3 separate regions of the Mus musculus genome follow, and regions 1 and 3 are each linked to region 2. The links are chromatin contacts, called in public Hi-C and promoter capture Hi-C maps. All regions are on one chromosome and are shown on one strand. The core of a region is the stretch at or near the end of the contact, and the rest is flanking DNA. Distances in the headings are between cores, read along the strand shown. Region 1 holds the start of Snrnp48 (small nuclear ribonucleoprotein 48 (U11/U12)). Region 2 holds the start of Slc35b3 (solute carrier family 35, member B3). Region 3 holds the start of A230103O09Rik (RIKEN cDNA A230103O09 gene).

Region 1 (4,446 bases), core at 1,514-4,013, 760 kb after region 2:
CTATCTTACTGCTCCCCATCTCTGCTTCCAGGATGGCTGCTCTCTACTACATTCTACTACACTCTCCACCATGTAGCCATTTTGGAAACCCCAGCTCTCCCATTTACTAACTATAAGAGGTAATATAACTAACTTCTCCTTGAGCTACTTTCTTTTTCTAAAAAAAGAAGCAATGGACCCTTATCTCACAAAGATATCATGAAGATTAAATAAATATAAATATCTGGGTTTATACACAGAAACCATTTGAAGTAGGGCTTGGTACTCTGCACTAAATACATATTAGTGGGTATTTTATTAAAACACAAATTTAATTTGGATATTCCCTGACTTAAAGTCTGTCTATGCCTCCCCTGTTGCCATTGTTTTTTCATAAAAAGGCAAACAAACAGAAAACAAGATTCTCCAATGTGCCTGACAAGGGCCTTTATAAGGCTCCTTATAACCTATACAGCCCCTACCTGCTACCATTGTACTTCCCATTTAGATCATGGAGCAAAGGCGGGGCTACAAGCAATTCTCCTCCTCATGTTCTAACCATCCTTAAGCACTTGAGGCTCTCTAATCTTATCATCTAAGCCAGGACTTCTAGGTCTGCTGATGCTTTCTCTGTGCTTGACCTAACTAATTCTACTCAGTTGTTGTTGTTGTTGTTGTTGTTATTTTGGTCAGGGCTGGGGAGATGTCTCAGTAAAAGAAGCAAAAGGACTGGAGTTCAAATCCTTAGAACCCATGCAAAAAATGGGTATGGTTAATATGCACCTGCAATTTCATTGTTCCCACAGAGATAGAAGATAGAAGGGAAAATAGCCAGAAGCTCACAGGCCAGCTAGAATGATGATGGCAATATCAAGACAACAAGAGACCCGAAACAAGGTAAAAGTTGAGGACCCATTACCCAGGCCATACCCCCACACATATCCATAAGTTTGTTTTTTTTTTTTAAGATTTGTTTATTCATTATATGTAAGTACATTGTAGCTGTCTTCAGACACTCCAGAAGAGGGCGTCAGATCTTGTTACGGATGGTTGTGAGCCACCATGTATGTGGTTGCTGGGATTTGAACTCTGGACCTTCGGAAGAGCAGTCGGGTACTATTACCCACTGAGCCATCTCACCAGCCCCCATAAGTTTTTTAAAGGCTTATTCATTTAGGTATTTTATGTATATGAGTGTTCTTCCTGTATACCTGCACACCAGAAGAGGGCATCAAATCCCATAGGGTTTGATGAGCCATCATGTGGTTGCTGGGATTGAACTCAGGACCTCTGGAAGAGGAACCAGCACTCTTAACCGCTGAGCCATCTCTCTAGCCTAGCCCCACGCAGATTTTAAAGAATATACTTTTCTAGATGCTTTTTCTGACCCATCATAGTCTATAATAACCAGTACTACAAAAATTTCAACTCCCCCCATTACAGACTTTGCCACACAATAACAGCTGTCATTTCTTTACCCCTCCCCCCACTGTTACCATGACAAACTCTACAAGTGCACATGAAACATGGAAATTGATTAATTATCTGGACTAGTCTCAAAACTATCAATGTCATTTACCAGATTTTTTAAGCCAGTTACAACAGTGAGTATCAGATAATCATGTACTTCACGGTTTACTGGATAATCTGGGAGTTTTACAATGGACTTTCATATAGCGGTTAAGCAAAATACACCTCAGAAATCAGAAGGCCTGCAAGTCCCAGTTGCCAATCCCACTGGGATGTTTTTGTTTCTTCATTTGTAAAATGCTGCCAATTATTCTAGCCTCCTTGGGATACGAATTTTAAATGAAGTAACGCAGTGCCATTTAGAACGTGTTAAGTGTTAATATCACGATGTTGTCTAATATCTCGATAATAAATGAAGGAGTGGTGGGGCCCTCCATTCTCAATGGTCTGGAAATTTCATAAAATTATCAATTCATACCTCAAACTTTTTCAGTTGTCCCCCAAATCCATTTTTACAGCATCGTTACTAGGCTTTAAGCCATGAACTATATTGGTTAATTCACAACTCCAAATATACTTGTAAAGGTACAATGAAGGGTTTTTTTTCTTTCCAATTTCCACTTCAATTTTAAGACAATGGTGATTAGCTTGTACGTAAATTGCATATATCTTAAATATTTCCATCGACATATGACTTAAACCTTGTTACTGCATCATAGTAAATGAAGAGGGTATAAGAAATCACCGCGCAACGCAAATTCCCTCTATCCTGCACCTATTAAATAAGTCAGGATAATTCACTCTAATACACTCCTTAGGGGTCCGCTACTAGCTACCATTCCTTGGTGGCGCCCTTTAATCGTCCCACAATCGGTCCTGTCCGAGTGGGAAGCGTCCGGGTTTAAGATAGAGAAAAGTGAACACTGAATCTAACGCAATGCAGAATCCTTATATCATGACGAAGCAAATCGCCAACCTCAGCAGCAGCGCCCCCGGGATATGCACCGGACGAGCCCTGTCCTCCCCTGCATCGCACCGGGATGGAGAGAAGTGGGCTCCCCGGGCGCCTTTCCCACGGCGAGAAGTCAGCGGCCCGGGAAAGGCCGGGCAACCTCGCCCCTCACCTCGGCCTCCGCCTCGTCCCCGGGGTCCAGCTGATCCAGGCTCCATCCCAGGGACGCCGTCACCTCCTCCAGCGTCCGGCAGCAGCTCTCCACAAACTCGCTCAGCTCCTCCTGGAGCCGACGCCGCTCTTCCAGAGGAGGAGGTTCGGTCTCCATGATGGCAGCTCACCTCAGGCAGGAAGAGGCGGAACTGCTGGGCGCGCACGAGCTTCTGGGCGCGCACGGGCTTCTGGGAGCCGTGGGCGGGGCCCCGGGATGGCGCCAGCCTATCGGGAAGAGCCGACGGGCAGGGCGGAAGCGGTAGTTTTGAAAGGTGTTTCCACGCTCTTCTGGGTTTAGTTTGCGTAGCAGGTTAGAACTTGCGTCCCAGCTTTGAGCATCATTCCGCTGCTCCTTCGATGTTTTTAGGAGAAATTATTTATATCGGCAGGAAAGTTTAAAGAACAACACAGAAAGTGTCAGTGTAGCCTTTCTCCAGCTCATTAGCGTTTTCCCTCTTACAATTACTTCTAGATTCTTTATCCCAAATGCTATTATGCACATCCTCAGAACATTTTCCTACATAATCACAATGCATGATCAAACAGAAAATTCCTGAAACGGCTCTTCAAATTCTTTTTAAAGCAATTTATTATGTTTTAACCAATTGGCTATAATTGGTTATTATTTCTTAATTTAGAACAGGACTGGTTAAGAGCATTGACTGCTCTTCCAGAGGTGTCCTGAGTTCAGTTCCCAGGAACCACAAGGTGGCTCACAACCATCTAAAATGGGATCTGATACCCTCTTCTGGTGTGTCTGAAGACAGCTACAGTGTACTCCTATACATTAGATAAATAGATAGATAGATATATCTTTAAGAAAGAAAGGAAGAGGGCTGGTGAGATGGCTCAGTGGGTAAGAGCACCCGACTGCTCTTCCGAAGGTCCGAAGTTCAAATCCCAGCAACCACATGGTGGCTCACAACCACCCGTAATGAGATCTGATGCCCTCTTCTGGTGTGTCTGAAGACAGCTACAGTGTACTTACATATAATAAATAAATAAATCTTTGAAAGAAAGGAAGGAAGGAAGAGAGAGAGCCAGGCTCTTGGCCAGCACTTGGAAGGCAGACACTTGGGAGGCAGATTTCTGAGTTCGAGGCCAGCCTGGTCTAAAGTGAGTTCCAGGACAGCCAGGGATATACAGAGAAACCCTGTTGTGTGTGTGTGTGTGAGAGAGAGAGAGAGAGAGAGAGACTGTGCTGGGGTATCTAAGAGACCAAATTCCTGTCTGAGTTACATTTGGCTTCTCCTCCTGAGAGTGGTGGTCCTGAATTCGAAATCACTAGGTGGTCATTGGCCACACTGTATTCACTGAGACTAAATGTTAGTTCAGTGACAGTTTAACAGTTTGTAAAGCATCCTGTTAACAACATAGAATACTGTAACTCTCAGGTAGTAACATGCTGTCTTGAATATTTTTCATGTAAAAAGTGCATTTTATGATATTTTGCATATATGTCTGTGTACCACATGGATGCCTGTTGCCAGAGTAGCAGTTAGCTATGCAGTCATTTTTCTAAAAGGGGAATTTGATATAGATAAGCTCAATTCAATAAAAACCAAATATAAACATTTTTGTTTATAATAAAATTATCAAAAGCAGGTTTATGAGTCATCCTGGAACTCACCATGTGGTTGTGTCAAATAACCAATTTAATAACAAGTGTGTCAGAAGCAGAAACCTTATGGATGATCACGGCGTGCTTATCTAAAGAAAGGTCATTGCTAATAAAGACACACGCTACATGTTCATAATAAAAATCACATGAAAAAAACACTATTGTCACAGGCATACTCAGAGGCCCAACTCAGGCGATTCTAGATTTTGTC
Region 2 (4,756 bases), core at 407-2,906:
TTAGTCAAAAGCTATCAACATGCTGAGACTGCGCTTCTTGTCTTCACATTAAGAGTATGCATTCCTCATGAGTCCACAGGCAATGGTAACCCTGTTTCGGATCTAGCTTTGTGGCTGGCCATAACTGCAGTCTTCCTTGCTCCTATTGGCAAACAGGGCTGCTCTTACCTGCTTACTCTCTCACTCACCTCATCCCTAATTCCACGGTAACAGTTGGTAAATGCTTGGTTTTCATTCCCAGTGGACATATCTGAGGGCAATGTGCCACACCAAAGGAATAGGAAAAGCAAAGCAAAGTGAGGCATGTCGTGCCTGACGGGGGTTAGATGAATTCTAAAGTGTTGTTTGGATATGACCCATCAAGAACAAGTTGCAAACCACGGAGAGGGTTTTAGGTTTCAATGAGATGGTAAAAGCCATTAAAGCATTGAGAGCAAAGCAGCATCAAATCCTGCTCTTGGGCAGAATTAGGCTGTAAGGAAGTAAAAGATAATAGAAGCCAGCTAGGCTATTGTGATTGCCTAAGCAAGAGTGGGTGGACCTTAACCCCTCTTGTATTCCAGATTTATATTACCATTTACCTTCTCACCTATGTCCTATAACTCCTTAAGGGCTGGAAGTCCATATAAGCTACTTATAAATTATGCATATGACCCTACACATAGGCACATTCAACAGGTGTTTGATAAATAATGTTCCTTCTTGGCTGACAGTTGTTTTACTGCTACTATTTGCTATTGTTGAGCCATAGAATGACATCTCTAAATGTCTAAATGGGCTTTGTTATTCTCTTTAGGATTTTTTCTTTCCTCCCCTTTTTTTAAAGTTTCAACTTTCATACAAAACTGGCTTAGCAAGGCTGGTATTTTTAAAATGTCTAGCTGGACCTTTTCCCTCACCACTTCAGAGATTCTCTCCTAAGGCATAAATGCTTCCCAATGCCTAATTCTTGTGAAATTTTAAAACTTACACACATCTGACCGGATTGTAACGTTTCTGTTGACACTATTCACCCCTTTTCAAAGCAGACTCTTGAATACTATTCCGGTTAAGGTAATCGTAATAATCCTTATCGCCAAGCCCATCTTGGCATTTTCTTCATTGTATCTCAGTAACTGTAAGTGTAGCTCTCAATGTGGAATAATTTATGATATTTGGCGATCAAATATCAGAGATTTTATAACATTTGTCAGACTCCAAGCCAGGGATTTACATTTCAAGCAGTGAGTGGCATGTCAACACAATCCTGGTTCATTTCTGGCCAATTACAAACCATCATCACTGTAAGGGCATGTGACGCAGGCTTCCTGTTTCTTCAGTCCACCTTGGCCAGAAGGGTAGGAGTGAGTCCGGAGAACTGGGACAGGAAAGTAGTTGAGAAGCAACTTCATCCCTTTGAATCAAAAGGTGGAGGCTGGGGAAAGGGAACCTCAGGCTGCTGAGATCCGGCTCGAGCACTCTAAACCTTGGCATCCTTCACACGCCCCGGCTCACGATCGCGGATGTGAAGTCAACTGGGTCGCAGAAGCCACGAGATGGACAGGACCCTTGCTCAGAGCACGCAGGAGCAGGGTGGAGAGGTAGAAACAGCCGAGGGGGTGGGGAGGGCGAAGGGGCGGAGCCGCGCGCCGGCGCACGCGCACAGAGACGCCTAGGCGGAAGTGGCGCGCAGGGTCCGGCGTGTGAAGACCTTCCGGGGAGGTGGCGGCCGAGGCGGCCGTCGCGGGAGCAGACCCGGAGGCGGAGACGGAGACCGAGGAGGTGACAGCGGCGGAGCTGGGAGGTGGGGGTCTTGCTGCGCGGCCAGGCGTCGTCAGGCAGAACTCGGGTGGGCTCCCACACCGTGTCAACAGAGAAGGTGGACGCCGCCGCCGTCGGGGTGGTCGGGGCGCGCGCTTCCGGGAAGAGCATCGTTCCCTGTTGGCCTGAGAACCCCCGGGCCGGACCCCTCCTCTACCCTGCTCTCTGTGCTCAGAGACTTGGTCTCTCGGATTCCCTTGGCTGTTTTTGCAGTTCAGAGTCATTTCCGGGTCTGTGTCCGCTCTCTCCGTTACCTGGTGACTGTTTGCCTTGCAGCGAGTTGACTGTTCTTGCAGGGCTGCTAAGTTTATGTCGCTGAAATCCCTGTACGTTCTTTCGGGCTTTACAGCTGAATTCTCTTCTCCTTTCTTTCTTCCTACCTTGTCTGTCTATCTTTCCGTGTCTTCCTTCTTTCCTCCTTCCTTTTCTCTTCTTTGGGAAAAACACTGAAAGATTTTGTTAGTTTACTATCATGAGTTGTTTGTTTTGAGTTTTTTTGTTTGGTTGGTTTTTTGTGTTTGAATGAATTACATCTGCGTTACTTCTACAGTAGATTATCAGAATCCCGAATTTTAGTTAAACATTTCTGTTACAAGTGAGTTGAGATAGTTTGAGACTTGGAGGGGAAAGACACTGACAACGTTTGAAAAATATTTTAGATAGCATTACTTCTGCTTAAAGTCTACTTTAAATCCTATTGTTAGCCCTTGAGGGGAATAGAGTTTCGGAAATCACCAGTCTCTCACCCTTTTGTGTGATAAGGTATGGGAGAAATCACAATCTTGTTTTTCTGCTCTTTGATCTTATCCCACACCTGGAACCCAGTTGTGAAGACATGATTGTTACTAGAGCGTTGCAGGTTTCTGGCGAAGCTGGGACTTTTCCAGGCTGTGCACATGATAAGTTTTCCTCCCATTCCAGCTTTGTAATAGAAAGCGTACCTCCTTCACATTAAAAAAAAAAAAAAAAAAAAGACTAGGTTAAGAGATAAGGTGAGGCCAGCAAGCTGACAGGTAAGAGCACCTGAGGCCAAGCCTGTGGCCAAGCCCAGAACCAATAAGGTGAAATGACAGAGAACCAGTTCCCAGGAGTTGTCTTCTGACCCTTGCTTGCCATCTGTGGCATAGACACACAGACTTGTATAAAGAAATAAGCTTTTATTTCAGTGTGTCATTGTAAGGCAACATCACCTGTTTCCGATTGTGTGTGTGCACACACAGTATGTGTTTACTTACTCTAAGCACTTCTTTGACCTCCATTTTAGCCGTTATGTCTCCCTGCAATGTGCCAAGTGTCTGTTGCGCTTTAAGAAGAGACCCAAGGCAGCAATCCACTTCCACAACTTCTTTCTGTTCTAGTTTCAGAGGGTATTATGAGTCTCTAAAGCAAAGCAAGATGTTGGCTATTTGATTTGAAAACTTGTAATCCTGTTCTTGAGCTTTTGTTTGTTTGTTTGGAGACAAGATCTCTGTAGCCCAGCCTTGTGTTAAATTCTCTGTGTAGTTCAGGCTCCTTCCCCCCCCCCCCCCCCCCCCCCCCCCGTACCATAAGGACTTTGTCCCTGTTTGTTTGTTCGTTTGTATAAGATTTATTTGTAGTGTGTGTGTCTGTGTGTGTCTGTGTGTGTGTGTGTATGAATGTACTTGTGGATATATGCATGAGAGGGTTCTGATGGGAATCTGAGGGTAGAGTAATAGTCAATTGCAAACCTAACAAGGACGGGTGCTGGGAACCAAACTTCTGCAAGAGGAATAAACATTTTTAACCACCACGCCATCTCTCCATGCCTGGCTCTGATTCTTTAGATAACAATATCAATTATTAACAATAGAAACAGAAGTGAGACTGCAAGCATCGGAGATCGGAGTTTGAGAGTAGCAGAGGCCTTCCTCACTCATGCTTTCTGACCAGCGATATTCTGATCAGTAGTGTAGTGTAAAGCTGCACACTGAATGCCAGACTTTTACAGGGCAGGTTTGGTGGTAATGAGATGTCGTGTTAGCAGTGACAGTGGCTCCATTTCCTTGTTAGCACAAGTGCTCTCTAAAGAGAATTCAGGAGAGATGGGTGTTGTGTTGGACGTGTTTTAAAGAGGGTAGTGCTGCAGCCTAGAACTGCATCTCATAAGGCTTCCAGGAAGTGTGTAGGAGTGTTAAAGTGGAGGAGAGTGGAATGGAGTAATGTTGGTCACATGTTTAACAGAGCACAAGAGAATCTTTTTTTCTGATAGTGGATGACGGAAGGGACATTTGTAGTGAAGGCTAGGTGGGAACTCCAGATCCCCGTTTCCTATTCCATGTCCGGAGGATGAGTCAGCTTAAGCACACCAGACCTCTTCAGCAGTGTTTCTGAAAAGCTGGATACTAAAAGCTACCGCATTTGGGATGCCATACTGTGTGCTGTGCTCTTTTACACTTGTCTCAGAGATCCCGCAGAGATGCTTTAACCCTTGCATTTCCTTTGCCCAGTAGAGATTCAGAACCTGAGTCTCAGAGAGTTGACTTTGCCCAAGACTCCTCAGGTGGCTCCAGAGCTCAGACGCAAAGTTCCAAATCATGGGGTGCTTTCTTCCACTGTCAGCGCTAGTTAACTTGGCATTTTATTTAACTCTGAACATTTCAGAAGAGAGCAATGTTAGGAAAGAGTTGCCTTCTGCATAAATATTCCGATGTCAGTAAAAGTGGGGAAGGGATTTTCTGAGGCTCACTCTGTGTGTGCATGTTTGCCTACCTGCAGCATCAGTATCTCATTCTCCTCCCTGTTCTTATCTACTGTGGATTTTCATTCTTGCTAAACAAGTTTGCCAACATCACGGTCCTTTCAAAACCGTGTCCAGGCGACGGGTGCTGTGAGCTGGAGTTTGAGAGTGGCTGTCATAGCTGTGCCAGTTTATTTGTTCTCTGGTATGGATAAAAAATACATGTCAGATACCAAGGTGCAGCAACTAGTAAGGTTT
Region 3 (4,439 bases), core at 481-2,980, 860 kb before region 2:
AAAAGCTAATTTGCAGACAGCCATAAGCAGAAGGGTGAGTTTGACAAAAGTTGACTCTTCAACTTCCTAAGAGTGAGCCATTGCACTAGCCTCTCCTAACTATACCCAGAACCCGGAAAGAGCTGGGCATGGTGTCTCATGCCATTAAACCAGCGCTTAGGAGGATGCTTCGGGTCCTATAAGGTTGAGGGAATCTGGGCTGCATACTGAATAGCAGGGCGACCGGGACAATAAAGTGAGAATGTGGGGTTTTTTGTTTTTGTTTGTTTGGTTGTTTTTTTTTTTTTTTTTTGATTCATTGTTTTATTTTGTGTTTTTCAAGACAGGGTTATTCTGTGTCACTGTCCTAGAACTTGTTCTGTAGACCAGGCTGGCCTCCAAGTCACAGAGGTTCACCTGTCTCTGCCTCTCCAGTGCTGGGCTTAAAGTCATACACCACCACACTCAGCAGAGAATACCTGGTAAAAGTACTCAGAGAGAAGGGTGGGGGAATTCAAATGACTGATCATCCCTCTCCCCAAAGGCAAAAACAAATAAAAGCAATATGGAGGGGGGAAAAGAGGGGGGAAAAAGTAGAACTGTAAATATGCTTTGAAATTAATGTTTTATGAAAACAGTGAAATAAAACATTTGAAAATGTAATATAAATGGCCAAACTTGTTCCCTCTTAAAGTGAATGCTATTAAACGATAGATATGTTTCTCATATTGATCAATAGTCATGCAAATTTAATAAATTGTTCTCCTTATAAAATCTAGCCTCCTATTCTATCAGAAGCTGTTAACTCCAGCCAGACAGCTATTTAATGACAAAAAGCTCAAAGGAGAAAATACAAATCAGATGGTTGTTCTACCAGGAAATTGTTAATATAATCTTAAAATATACTAACTTCTCCTGAGTTTGGAAGCTACTAATCTAAGTGTCATAAGATTTTATGAAAGATCATTAAAATCCTATATTAGCATTGCTAACTCTGAGTCCCACATTGAGCGTTAGCATTTTGCTCCTTTATTCCGTAGAATTGTCCATGAGAAATTCATGTAATTTGTAATATTCCTAGATACATATCTTGTAATCATTAGCAAATTGGAAGTTCATTTACTGCGTGTCCAAGAACAACACTTCAATAATGTGTCTTTCTATGTCAGGGCAAGTCACGTTCACTTCCATTGGTTTTATTGTTTTTCCGGTTTTTGTTTTCTTAAATCACAGTTCATTGTCTCTACTCCAAGGTCAGATCTCTGGTCAGCAACTCTAGATCTGTAGTTAAATCTTATCCTGAACACAACACCAGCCCAGCTCCGGGTACCACCCGCCCAGATGTGCTGAGCTCCCTTTCCGGGAGATGCCTGCATACTTGTCGGGTCTCCTTGCTTGACTACAAAGCCTGCACAAACAGCAGCATGGCCCCTGTGTTCCCTGGCAAGCGTCCCACCTCTTGGCTTTGAGCTCTGCTGACATGTAGAGAGGTTTTCCGTGCAGCCATCAGGCCCAAGGCTCACCTTGAGCTCCTCAAGCAGGAAGAGGGCGCGGTTTGAAAGCCCCGCAGCTGGCGTGCCTGGGAGGAAGTAGAGGGAGGAGGGGAGACGACGCTGGTAGATGCGCATCTTGGCCTGGAGTTCAAGGCCACCGCTTTGGCTTCTGGGCTCCCGCTCCTGCCAGCCCGCGCCTCCATCCAGCAGCCCCGAGAAGTCTCAGCCTGCAATGGCAGAGAAAGCCCTCATCTATCTGAGGAAAGAAGCCACGCCGATGGCTCCCTAGTGGATGTAATTGTGCTCATTACTGCCATTTACATTTCATCACCCGATTACCACAAATGCCTCATTACTGCTGAAGAGGGTTTTGCTGGGGAAAGGCTTGCTAACTATTCATTCCTGGGCTCTGGATGTCACCAGACCGGCTGATTGGAAAAGGAGGGTGAGGAGGAACTGAGAAGGGGCGAAGGTGAAAAAGGTCCTCTATCAGATTTGATTAAAGGACGTGATTTAAATCGATATTTAATAAAGTGCCTGCTACGGCGGAACACGGGGAGGTCCCCGTGCAGGCAGAATCGTGATTAGGAGCCCCACACTGCCTGCTACACAGCTCAATTGGGTTTTGTGTCCTGGCCTGGCACCTGTGTCCCTCAGAACTGCGCCTCCAAGGTAATAGGTTTATGAGCCGATGAACAGAGCTGATAGCTTCTAAATGGATTAACTAGGTGTCTGCAGTCTGGCGATGAATGCATCAAGCCAAAAGGGGGAAAAAAACAGTGGGGGTGGGGAGAATTGGTTTGCATAAATGGGAGAGTGATAGGAAGTGTTGACAGATACGGTGCTCCTCAGGAGCCCCACAGGGTAAACACTGGCTCGGTGCCTGCCATTCAAGTGCTGTCTCCATGGGTGAAGATACCAGGCTGCTTAACAAGCCAGGCAAGTGCTGAGGAACAGGCTGATTCTGAAAAAGGCATCGACTGGGTTGGGCTGGCCCACTGGCTACACCGGGGATGTGCCTGGGCAATCATGGTTTGTTTTTTTGTTTTTTGGGTGTTTTTTTTTTTTTTTCCGTGTCTAGTATGGAGCATAAACATGGAATAGAATCGTTTGGCTAACTCTAGTCTTGGAAATATCTCCAAGGTGGTACTATGACTCTGTGGATCCTTACGGGGTTGGGTAACTTTTCGGGAGGTTAGTGTGGGGTGGAGTGTGGGGGTCAGTGTTAAGTGGCTCCATCTACTGTGAATACAGAAGGGGAGAAGGGCGCAGCAGGGACAGTCTTCACACGGTCGTTCTCTCTAGTTTTTCTACACCCTTCAGAGATGCCTATGTGGCTGGACTTGTGTATTTTTGTTTTGTTTTAAATATGAAATTGGAATTATAAATATAGCCATTTACATACATGGTTCTTATATGTAATGTGCTCATGAATACAATATTTTCCCATGTTAAAATTCAACTTATTTTTTCCAAATATTCACCAACGAAAGGATGCTAAAGAGATACAGTACCAATTTCTGGCTACATTGCTTAAGTATCACAATTTATTCCCTTTTTCTAGCATTAACCCACTGTAAAGTAGGACTCTACTAAATGACAAGCTTTCTCTATATATGTACCCAGTTTTAACAAGCTATAGTTTAGGAAATGATGCTATTTTTGAAATGTAAAGTGTGTGTATGTGTGTACTCAGGTGTTTTAAATACTATTTATGAAAAATAAGTGTATGTGTACTTAAAGACACACTTGAAACACCAAAGGCAGTTATTTAACATGAAATATAAATACTGAACGATTCCGTAAATATAGTCAGAACTCACACAATGGCATGCAGTGCTGTGATTGGCCTCACCCTAAACAGCTGATCATGGAGACAATTCTGAGAGACATCAGCCAGCTATCATAGTGGAAACTTGAGTGTACAATGCATAAAATCCTAAGAAAACTCAGTGGAGGATTGATCTGAAAATATATAGTTAGTTTTAAAATCAGAAATAAAACACAGAATTTTAAATGGCTTTATGAACTTAGGAAAATTATAAGCTGAATTGTGGGTTTATGGCAAGATATTGCTAATAATTGTCATATTTCTATTGCTACTACCTCAGTCACTCTCGTGCGTGATTCCTATTTCCCACAAACTATAAAATGCCAGCGGATGCTTAAGACATTCCAGACAACTGTAAATCTGCACACTCCCCATCTGTGTGCAAGATAATAATAGCAGGAGCAAGAGAAACTGGGAAAATGCTTTGTCTTTGGAAACTAGGGTTTAACAAAGCAACATAGAGATACTTAAGAAAGAACTCACTGAGCCACCTGAGTAGAGCTGGTGGCTTGGGAGGCCACATCCTTCAGAAATAGGCTCAGCCAGCTTAGGCATCCTTCCTCTCCTCACCCCACACCCCACCCCCATCCCTGCCAACCAGCCAAGACTGGTTAGTCCAAGAAAAGGCCTGACTCTAAAATACAATCGCTAAAAATAAAACTGAAACTTGGCAAGATGAATACCAGAGAACTGAAAGGAAAAGGAAAACTAAAGAGAGTCACCCTCCACGTGATGTCTGGGGCCATGAGGGACCACAGACGCAGTAGCAAGAGCAGGGACTGTTTCACCTAGTAACATGGTGGCCATCTTAATTTGCATCTGGATATTTTGAAGTTAGAAGAACGATGAAATTACACATTTGTTTTCTGACTTTAATTTTTTATTTGGGAATTTTATAAATCCATGTCATTCATTTCGATCCCCCTCTCCAGTTCCTCTCTCCTCTCCCTTACCATTTTCTACTCCTAAATTTATGTGCTCTTTCTAAAAACCACATTGTCTACTTAGTGCTGCCTCTACATCAATGAATATAGGACCACCTATTAGAATATAAGCAGCCTCTCAGAGGCCTCTTTGTGGAAAGCAAACAGTCCATCCCCAACAGCCATTAGTTGCCTATAGCTCCTGAGGGAGGA

Evidence for each region. Promoter capture Hi-C pulls out the DNA fragments that hold promoters and counts their contacts. Hi-C and Micro-C count contacts between places; a contact is called where the count stands out from the background.
Region 1: a contact with region 2 is called in a Hi-C map of B cells, with 7 read pairs. The contact joins the promoter of Snrnp48 here to the promoter of Slc35b3 in region 2. A contact is called at or near these places in 2 of 484 Hi-C or Micro-C datasets (B cells and CD4 T cells).
Region 3: a promoter capture Hi-C map of hippocampal neurons shows a contact between it and region 2, with 2.5 times the contacts expected there. The contact joins the promoter of A230103O09Rik here to the promoter of Slc35b3 in region 2. A contact is called at or near these places in 2 of 39 promoter capture datasets (embryonic stem cells and hippocampal neurons).

The regions. Positions count from the first base shown.
Region 1 is chr13:38,203,256-38,207,701 of GRCm38.p6, reverse strand. It overlaps Snrnp48 (small nuclear ribonucleoprotein 48 (U11/U12)), which reads right to left and starts at 2,763. Exons shown (of 9, transcript NM_026382.2): 1 at 2,574-2,763. The coding sequence starts at 2,729.
Region 2 is chr13:38,957,437-38,962,192 of GRCm38.p6, reverse strand. It overlaps Slc35b3 (solute carrier family 35, member B3), which reads left to right and starts at 1,656. Exons shown (of 10, transcript NM_134060.4): 1 at 1,656-1,761. It overlaps 5033403F01Rik (RIKEN cDNA 5033403F01 gene), which reads right to left and starts at 1,574. Exons shown (of 3, transcript NR_131019.1): 1 at 971-1,574.
Region 3 is chr13:39,821,470-39,825,908 of GRCm38.p6, reverse strand. A230103O09Rik (RIKEN cDNA A230103O09 gene) reads right to left here and starts at 1,730. Exons shown (of 2, transcript NR_167690.1): 1 at 1,503-1,730.